3 separate regions of the Mus musculus genome follow, and regions 1 and 3 are each linked to region 2. A link is a contact called in public HiChIP or PLAC-seq and promoter capture Hi-C data. All regions are on one chromosome and are shown on one strand. Each heading gives the region's core, a stretch centred on a gene start, on an enhancer-like site or on the middle of the called end of the contact. The rest is flanking DNA. Distances are from core to core; before and after follow the strand shown.

Region 1 (3,273 bases), core at 765-3,264, 750 kb after region 2:
TTGTATATCCCACCCACATACACACACACCCACACACACACTCCCAATGAGGGTTTCTCTGTGTATTCCTGCTGTCTTGGAACTACACAAGTAGTTCTGTAGACTACACTGGCTGGTCTCAAACTCCAAAGATCCACTTACCTGCCTCTGCCTCACCAGCCAGCTGCCCCACCCCAAAATAAGACCTTTCTCTCTATGTAGCTCTGGCTGCCCTGAAACTATGAAAACTAGGCTACCTCTGCCTTTGAGTACAGAGATTAAGGCGTGCACCACCATGCCCCACTGTACTTGTGGCTCTTGCAAGGGACCTCAGTTCAGTTTCTAGCACTCACATGGTGCTCATAACCATCTGTAACTCCAGAGGACCTGGTTACTCTTAGAACCTCTGCAAACACTAGGCATGAACATGGTGCACAGATATACATTCAGGAAAAATATCCACACACAGTCAGCCTGTAAGCCTGCTGACCTGATTTCTGTCCCTGGAACCCACATGGCAGGAGAGAGCCAACAGCTAGGGTTGTCCTTTCATTTCTGTGAGCCAGCTATCACATCAGCTTGCACACACACACACTCCCTGACTCACAAATGGTTGTGTACTTTGTTTTGATCTTTTTGTTTTATTTTTCTATGGACAGCTGGCCTAGAACTCATTATGTGGACCAGGCTGCCCTTTGCCTGTCTCTACATCCCAAAGAATTGGATTAAAGGTGTGGGCAGGGGCTGGAGAGATGGCTCAGTGGTTAAGAGCACTGGCTGCTTTTCCAGAGGTCCTGAGTTCAATTCCCAGCAACCACATGGTGGCTCACAACCATTTGTAATGCAATCTGATGCCCTTAAGTGTATCTTAAGTGACAGTGTACTTACATAAAACAAATAAATAAATCTTTAACAACAACAAAAAGGTGTGGACAGCCCAACCCCTTCTTTGGGAACTAGCTTTTATGTCACACAATTAGTTGGCTTTAGTCCCCTCCCTCCACATGTATAGAGGATGGCCTTGAATTTTCTTGCCTCTATCACCAGTTTGTTGAGATTTCAGGCATGTACCACCATATCATATATACCATGCTGGGGCGATAACCCAGCCTTTAGTGCTTGCTAGACAGTCTACCAATTGTGTTAATCCCCAGCCTCTGTTTAATCTCATATGGAATAGTATGATTGGCCCTAACCGCCCCCCGTCCCCCCGTCCCCCAATACACACTCGCGCGGGTGCGTGCGCGCGCACACACGATGGACAACCAATCCTTCCATAACCACCCTGGCCATAGGAAGTCAGTTCTTCAGAAAAAGGGATGTCTATTTGACCAAAACAAATCCCAAGAGCATGCACACTGGGCTTTGGGCTAGAAGAGGGTCATCAGGTGGAAGTCAGCTGAATGGGGGAGGTTCAAGGAACACAAGGAGAGAAAGTCAGTCTGGTTGGGCCGTGGTGGTAGCAGGGGAGACAAATACCTGTCTAAGACGCGGGTACTATTACCAACCCCATTGAAGAGGCAGAAAGTAGCCTAAAGAAGCTCAGTAACTTGCCTCGAGAGTCATAGGCCGGACAATTATTTCTCTGACTCCAAGCTGGGCCATGCGTGTCCAGACTCCGCACCAGAACCCTCCTTTTTCCCATCATCCGTTTGCAAAATCAGAAAACGAATAAGAGGAAAGTGTGTCATCAAGGCGTGCCCTCCTGCAAGCCCGGCCCATCGCCCCTTGGGAGCAAGCTCCGCGTGGCCTCCGGGGATCAAAGATGGGCACGCATGCGCATGCGGGGGTGGGGTTGTCTTCGGAGGCTTCCGCCTCCCGGGTTTTGCAAAGTTACCTGGCCCACAGGAGGCGGAGTTAGGGAGTTGTAGGCTGTGCGCGCGCGGGCCCCGCCTTCAGCCTCCTCGGGCACCTGTTGGCCTGAGGGGCCGCCGGTGGCACCCAATAGACAGCCTCCCTGAGCCGCCCGTGCCCCGCCTCTAATGCAGAGCCACCAATCCCCGCGTTGCTGCAGCCCCGCTGCCCCGCGGCCCCACCTTCTGCGCGCTTCTTCCGGGTGGGCTCGGGCGGGGGCCAAGGCCATGGCTCTTTGGCCGCCGCTTAACTCTGGGATGCTGGTGCGGACTGGGCACACCGTGCTGACCTGGGGAATCACTCTGGTGCTCTTCCTGCACGACACCGGTGAGCCGGACACCGCGCCACCCCGAGCCCACCCGATCACGCGTGGGTATACCGGGGTCCCCCTAATCCTCAGACACATTGAAATCTCCATTTCTATCTCCCACCAGTTCCTCAAGCGTCTTTCTCCTATGTCGGTCCGGGGATCATCCTCTCTCCGCCTGATTCCCAAGTTGGACCCTAATTAATCCCAGTAATTTTCTGTCATCGATAGATGTCCATCCATCCAAAGACCACCAGAGCCCATCAGAGGACCAACTAGAGGCCCCATCTCTCCCATCCCTGGGCTCTACCTGTCCTTCCCAGAAATTGCCTCCCAACCCCTCCCTAAATAAGATTAAGAAATCCGCTAGACTTAAGGACTTGGCTTTCCGGTCCACTCCCCAAATCCTATGAGCCGACTAACTACCCCAAGGGACGCCACTATAGCGAGGAGCAGGTTTCCCACCTTCGCCTGGTAGCATCTCCTTTCCCCATCATTCCCTTCACCCCCTTCCTGCCCCCTCCTAGGTTTCCCTTCCAGAAGGAACAGAGCCCACCAGAGGCTTCCTCTGTAGCCCTCCTCCATCGCTTTTGCCCTTTGTCCTCAGGCTTCCACACCAGGAGTCAGCCACCTTCAAAACCTCCTTGGCTCTCTTTCACCCAAGGGTACCAGAGTTGCCTACGCTCAGCTGTCTGGTGTCACCACGTCCATCACTTCTTAGCCCTCCCTCCTCTCCATAATCCTCCTTCACTGCCATGGGCTTAAACAGGCTGGCTGGCACCTTCCTAGCTGGAGCTCCTGGCTGGCTCCACCCTCTTCCAGGGCTGACTCTTCCCCTGGGGAGCCCCCTTCCTCCTGCCTCCCTCAGGTCTAGCCTCCATATCACCTCCAGCTACTTTCTTTCTACCCCCACCGCCTCCTGCCCTTCCCTTTTGCTATGGTTCTCACTGTCCTCTGGCCTCCCCAGAGCTACGCCAATGGGAAGAGCAAGGGGAGCTGCTCCTGCCCCTCACATTCCTGCTCCTGGTGCTAAGCTCCCTGCTGCTTTATCTGGCTGTGTCACTCATGGACCCCGGCTATGTGACTACTCAGCCCCAGCCTCAGGTAAGCAAGCAGGGACCTCGAAGGCCAAC
Region 2 (3,124 bases), core at 217-2,716:
TCACAGCCTGGCTTTGAGACAGTGTCACTGTCATCACTGGCACCTGAGAGCAGAGGCTCCCAGCTTGCTTGAGCATCCCTCTAACCATGATCTTCCACAGGAAGTGGAGTCCTTAGGGTGGGTGGGAAGGTGTGGGGGGCGGATACCAACCCCTGTTCTGTCAGCTCCCCACACAAACTCCCTCTTCTTTGAAAAGCTGAGCTGAGGACTTTATAATCCTGTGTGACTTTGTGTGTGTGTGTGTGTGTGTGTGTGTGTGTGTGTGTGTGTGCGCGCGCGCGCGTGGTGGTATTGGGTGGACTGGTTGTTTTTAAAGCCCCTTCCAGATGACCTTTAACCTCTGCTGGGGAAATAGGCCTAGCTAGCTGTCCTGAGAGATCCTCCACCCCAAACTGGTGGGCGTGGTTGTGCAGATATCTCCACCCCACAAACCCTCTGAAGACTTGTCTTAGTTTGAAGGTCCTAGACTAAGTTTGGCTTAGTGGCTCGGCCTCTCCACAGCCTCAGTTTCCCCCAGCAGCAAAGGCACCAGCTTCTGAGGGTAGGCTGGTATGGAGTGCAAGGGAAGCCAGCTTTCCCCAAGTCACACATCCTCAAGATTGTAAGTGGATCTGGTTCAAAGAGGGTCTCCCCTGAAGGAGGGACTTTTGAAACAACAGCAGGTCACCTCTCACCACACCACTGGACTGTGGTTTCTGTGATTGTGGCTCCCACTGTGAACAATCCAGTCCTCCAGTGCCCACAGCTGAGATCCTGCAGCTAGGGGGTTCCTTTAGCTGCTCTGGTCCACAGCCACAGTCTCGCAAACCCTGTGTCCCCACAGCCCAGGGATCCCACAGCCAGGGTTCAACAGTCCACTAGTCCTGCAGTCCATGGTCTCTGTAGCTGGGATCTTGGAGCTAGCTCTCTCTCTCTCTCTCTCTCTCTCTCTCTCTCTGTGTGTGTGTGTGTGTGTGTTGTCCCATTATCCGCCGATCCCACAGTCACAGTCGCACAAGCCAAAGACTCCACCAACTAAAAGTTCCAGAGCTAGTGGATCCTGCAGCCAGTGAACTCCTCAGCCCGAGTTACTTAAGGAAGGGATCCCTGGACCCGGAGTGCTGTAGTCCGAGTCCCGCCGCCCCTGCCCGGTTCCCACGCCGCACACTCACCGTCCTGCGGCGCCGCCTCGCTGCCGCTGCTGCCCCCGGACGGTTCGCGCGCCGCTCCCTCCCGCGCCTCGGCGGGCCCCGAAACGGGCCCCGCAGCCCTGCGCCCAGCAGCCGCCACCTCCTCCAGGTCCAGGAGGTGGCTCACCGAGAAGTTCTTGCGCGCCTGGGCGCAATCGCCGGGTGCGGGCGGGGGCCCCGGGCCGGGCGCTGGCGGGTCTAGGGCGAAGGCGGCGGCCGCGCTGTCCATGCCCTGGCCGCGCCTCTGCCGGCCGCCGCCGCCTCCCGCTGCTCACTGTGCCGGATCTCAAGTCAGTCGGTCGGGGACCCGAACTTTCTGCCCTCCCCTACGGGCGGACCGCTCACTAGCCAGCGGCCCGGGCCACACGCCCCTTGTCGGGGCGGACCTCGCCCCTGGCTCCCCTCCCCGCGTCCTGCGCCGTCCGGCGGGAGGCGGGGCCAGGCCGGGGTCCTCGGACTCCCAGAAGCAGTTTAGGGGGTGCCCAAATCCCGTGGGGAGGGGTCTTTAAATATCTCAACCAGAGTCTCTGGAGGTGATGGGTGGGGAATCCGCCTCTGTTTGTTGCATATTGGGGGTGGGGCACCCCAAGAAAGTTGACAGATCCTGTCCCCTCCAGTCCACTCCTTCTTAGACAGGGTCTCATATATTGCAGATTAGCCTCGAATTTGCTACGGAGCCAGGAGCGGCCTTGAACGCTTCCCAGATTGTCCCTCATTGTTCCCACACTGATGGAAAGAAGGAGAAGTTTTCGAGGACCACCCCGCTCCCTCCATGCCGAAAGGAAGGTTCGGGCATGGAGGCTGGGCCTTTTCTCTCATGTTGCAGTGGGTGACACTTATGCGCCTGTCCCCAGAATAGGTTCTCCTAAGGACCAACCAAGTAGGAAGGGGCGAGCTTCTGGGGTGCACAAGGAAGAGACTCAGCAAGGATCATAGATGAATGACAGCGGAGGGAAAGACAAACCAGGTCTATCTTTTATGTAACTTTTTCAAGAAAGACCAGAGAACCAGCGGGTGAGAAGAACGGAGACTCTTCAGGGCTCCAAATACCCCAAGTCTTACCCCAAAACTATTTTCACTCCCCTTGCTACTGCCAGAAAGACATGAAGTCATAGCACCAAAGAGAACACAAGGAGGTCTTCAGGGTGTCAGAGGCGGGCAGCAGGAAACCGTCTCGAGACCCACCCTGGAGACTCTGACCCACCCCGGGGTACCCTGAGTCTCTGCCAAGGACACAGGGATATTGCAAAGGGTCTGAGAAACGATCTAGCTCCTGTTCCCTTGCAGGACAGACCAGGAAAAGCTAAAGCTCATTTTAGTGCTCAGAGAACGACTGAAGTTGGCCTGTCCAAGCTCTTGTTTACTGCGCAAAGTGAGGTCCAGAGCCTATATACGTTGCATTAGGGTCTGGGGAGCGCTGTGGCCACAGTGGTATCCTTCATCTCATGTAGTCACCATTCAGAGCACGATGAGCAGAGATGTCCTACATCAATGCTCGGGCTCCAGCCTCCTGTGTTAATATCAAGACTGTGCTTGGACCTTGAGCAAGTATCTGAGACCCTAGTTTCCTTGATTGCCGAATAAATTATTGAGAGGAGTAAAGAAGTGGAGATGAGGGCAAGGGAGAAATGCTTGCTGTGTGAACACAATGTCACAAGTAAAGGCCAATCGCAGTGGCACCTGTAATCCCAGGGCTCCTACAGCAAGATGGGAGGCAGAAAGATGCGTTTATTGAGGACCAGAATGAGTCCCAGCATCCATGCTGGCCAGCTTACAATTACTTGTAATTCCAGTTCCAGGGGGATTCAACTTCACAGGTCAGAGCACTCACATGCACAAGGAGGGGCGGGGAGAGGGAGAGAGGGGGAGGGGGAGGGAAATATTAAAACATGACATAACTCTTATTTTTAAAAAGATTTGAGGCTGGAGAAATGGCTCAGTGGTTAAAAGCACTG
Region 3 (3,441 bases), core at 369-2,868, 640 kb after region 2:
CAGTAAAGCACCTAGAGCCAGAAAGGTGCAGACGCTGTCCAGGCCACCTCTGCACTGTCTCCTCAGCCGGGATCCAGACACCTGGCTGAAACTGAGCCACTACTTGTTCATGGTTAAAGAGCCAGAACTGAGGCTGCAGGCTCGCCTGCTCCTCCAGGATCCCACTTCCGGAAGTGTACCTCAGGCAACATCGTCCATGTGGGTACCTTCTCCTCTGGACTACCATGGGGCTGTCCTAACAATGCTCAACCCTCAGCTTCTATTCCTGATGTCTGTCTCCTCTCAGACTGCAGTGCTGAGGAGGCCAAGGACACATTTCCCAACATAAGTCCCAGTCCAAGGCCAACCATAAAGACAGGGCAGGTGAAAGAGCCCAGGGATGGCAAAGAGGTTAGTATATGTATCCCACCTAGGTTCCTCTGCGGTCCCCCCACAAAACCTGCAATCATTTTTGCTTCCTCCCTTGAAGCTCCTTCAAGCAGCAAGTCAAAAACCCAGCCACCTGCCCGGATTCCTGATTCACAGGGCAATCCCAGAAGCCCCCACTCTCTACAAAGGCCACTGAAGTGTAACGAAACTGCTCTGTAGCAGGTGTCCTCAGCAGACGAAAACCACTGGGGAGGTGGTGGGTCACAAACGTCTCTTGGTCTCCTGCCTTGTCCTCTACAGACCCTGGGAGACAAGAAGGTCCAGAGTCAACACCCAAAACCCAAACAAGCTATGGAACTGGGAAAGCAGGGAGTCAAGCCACCCCAGTATCTCCTCACAACACTAGCCTCCAGTCCCTGCTTCCCCTGGACTGCCACAGGGGAACCTAACCTTCACCAACTGTGTGGCCAGGTCACTTCCACTGTCCCAAGCCTCGGAACATACTCTTATCCTCCTTATCCTCCGTCCCCAGCACAAGAAGCAGACCTCCTGCCCTTCCTCCTGCGCTGTCTGCTAGTCTGTGTGCTCCAGAGAGCAGAACAGTCAGCAGGGGTTGAAGGTTTTGCTGCCACCTTTCCAAGGCAGAAGGTCTTTGAAACTTTCAGGTCCTCCATTCTTTCCTTCTCAATTTAGCTTCCAATTTCATTGTCCCCTGGCTTCCCAAGCTGTGTTCCTTCAGCCTGGACGCGTCATTGCTGACCTCCAGCTCTTCCAACCTCACCTCCCTAGATCTGTCACTCCTGCCCAATGCATACATGCGACGGGCTAAACCAATAGGAGAATCGGTCTTTTCCAGCCTGAGATTCCAAAGACCAGGGAATAGTCCCGCAGATCAGAAAGAGGGAGGGGTTCAAGGAAAGAGTTCGGCACCAAGTACTAGGGGAGCCCGGGTGGAACCTCTGGGAAGGTGCACGTGCGCGGAGGGGCGTGGATCTGCAGGGACCGCGGCGGAAACTCGGGTGAGAGGTGCGAGCGGAGGTCGGGCCCGCGTCATTGGATTCAGGGAGGTGACAGCGCGTCCCTTTCCATACTCGACCCACTCACCAAGGCCCGCTGTTCTCGGCCGCCACGCAGGCAGCCCTAGTCCTGGGTCTGGCTACCCACAGCCAGTCGCGCCGTGGGTCTTTGGCTCCTTGTTTTGTTTGTACCGCTTCTTAGGTCTCCGCCCCGGAAGTGATGTCACCGAGCGCAAATGCTTGGGGATCCTAGGCTGTCGCCCAGTCTTTAAAGGGCACACAGAGCTTCGCACTGCTTCTGACAGTTCTCTTGAGCTAAGCTGCATCTGGGCGGAAGTAGCCCATCTAGGGCTCGGCCTCTTTAAAGGAACAGACTTCTGCAACCTTGGGAATACGTTTGGGGTCGCGGGTTATTGGACAGAGCAGCGCTATTGTTTGCTGAAGCAGGTCAGTTCCTGGTTGCCGTGCGGGGTTTCATCTAGATCGTGTGTTGAAGTTAGCTAAGGTTTGCGAGTGCTGTAGCTCTTTGATCCATGTGCTCCTGTTTGTATGTGATGTGTAGCTTCTCTGAAAGAAGGATCTATCCCCTGAGAAAAACTTGCACACGCGGTCTTGGCAGCTCTACACTCAGTCACAGAACCAGTTAGACTAGTTCTCTCTGCACCCACGTCCACTCTCCCAAGGTAGTCCTGGCCAAGAAGATGCAGACTGCGCTAACGGAGAATTGCCTGCAGAGCTAGCGCCAATAGTCTCTGTGGGTCCTTCTGGGTTCTGTCGGTTCCCGGGCTGCACGGCAATTGGATTCATGTACTAATGTGGGACAACTTCCAAGATAACTTAGGTTAAAATAATAATAATAATAATAATAATAATAATAATATTTTTTAAGTTAATGGGACAGAAAGAATAGCCTTCAGTCCTACTGAAGCCTGCTATGGTCAGATGTGCAAAACCCATGTTCTACCAGGCATATCACAGACATGCCACATGACCTGCAGGAAAAATGGGGCTGAAAGAGGCTGAAAGAGAGGGTGAACGAAAGAGAACAGGGCTGTCCCGCGTAGGTGGACTCCAAGGCTTACAGTCCTCCATAGACCTGGAGTATCATCTATGAACAAATGTGACCACAATGGTAGACACCAGGTGGCCCCGCTGGTGGGTTCACCGTTTTATACACACCAGTTCTGTTTACCAATGGGTGAGGCACAGAGTTTGGAAAAGGATTCCCACAGATGTTCACTCCCCTCCCACCCGCAGGAGGGTTTGAAGACACCAGGTCTCTCCCTCTGCTTCCTGGGAGCCTTAGCACTAATTTTTGGATCTCCTGTGTAGTCGACCTAGTAGGGAGCTCAGGGTCTCACAGCCAACAGGACACTGTTTCCACCCTATGTTTCTGTGAGAGCAACAGACAACCTGGCAGTCAGTTCCTGTGCTGAAAACTTTTTTTTTTAAGATTTATTTATTATTATATCTAAGTACACTGTAGCTGTCTTCAGAAGAAGGCATCAGATTGCATTACAGATGGTTGTGAGCCACCATATGGTTGCTGGGATTTGAATTCACGACCTTTGGAAGAGCAGTCAGTGCTCTTAACCGCTGAGCCATCTCTCCAGCCCTGAAAACTTTTTTTTTTAAGATTTATTTTATTTATTTTATGTAGCTGTACAGATGGTTGTGAATCTTCTTGTGGTTGTTGGAATTGAATTTAGGACCTCTGCTCGCTCCAGCCCAAAGATTTATTTATTATTATAAAAAGTACACTGTAGCTGTCTTCAGATGCATCAGAAGGGGGCATCAGATCTCATTATGGGTGGTTGAGCCACCATGTGGTTGCTGGGATTTGAACTCAGGACCTTCGAAAGAGCAGCCAGTGCTCTTACCCGCTGAGCCATTTCACCAGCCCGTGTTGAAAACTTTTGTATAGTACAAGGAACCAGACTGGGTGAAGTTAGAGGGGGAATTCTCCAAGATTGTGACAGAGAAGTGTGTAGCATGCCTGCCCAGCCTCCCTTCAGGTCCTAAGGGGTTAGCAAAGAGCACACTGTTAGAGCAGGGC

Evidence for each region. Promoter capture Hi-C pulls out the DNA fragments that hold promoters and counts their contacts. HiChIP or PLAC-seq counts read pairs in DNA pulled down with a chosen protein or histone mark.
Region 1: a promoter capture Hi-C map of neural stem cells shows a contact between it and region 2. The contact joins the promoter of Zdhhc12 here to the promoter of Prrx2 in region 2. A contact is called at or near these places in 1 of 39 promoter capture datasets (neural stem cells) and 1 of 115 datasets of contacts at active chromatin or transcription factors (microglia).
Region 3: an H3K27ac HiChIP or PLAC-seq map of double positive thymocytes shows a contact between it and region 2, with 5 times the contacts expected there. The contact joins the promoter of Kyat1 here to the promoter of Prrx2 in region 2. A contact is called at or near these places in 1 of 115 datasets of contacts at active chromatin or transcription factors (double positive thymocytes) and 3 of 9 other capture datasets (adipose tissue, embryonic stem cells and liver).

Annotation. Positions count from the first base shown.
Region 1 is chr2:30,092,376-30,095,648 of GRCm38.p6, reverse strand. It overlaps Zdhhc12 (zinc finger, DHHC domain containing 12), which reads left to right and starts at 2,014. Exons shown (of 5, transcript NM_001037762.1): 1 at 2,014-2,160; 2 at 3,108-3,244. The coding sequence starts at 2,061.
Region 2 is chr2:30,843,709-30,846,832 of GRCm38.p6, reverse strand. It overlaps Prrx2 (paired related homeobox 2), which reads right to left and starts at 1,466. Exons shown (of 4, transcript NM_009116.2): 1 at 1,152-1,466. The coding sequence starts at 1,398.
Region 3 is chr2:30,204,024-30,207,464 of GRCm38.p6, reverse strand. Kyat1 (kynurenine aminotransferase 1) reads left to right here and starts at 1,618. Exons shown (of 13, transcript NM_001356474.1): 1 at 1,618-1,832. It overlaps Gm31201 (a long non-coding RNA gene), which reads right to left and starts at 1,616. Exons shown (of 2, transcript XR_374214.4): 1 at 1,474-1,616.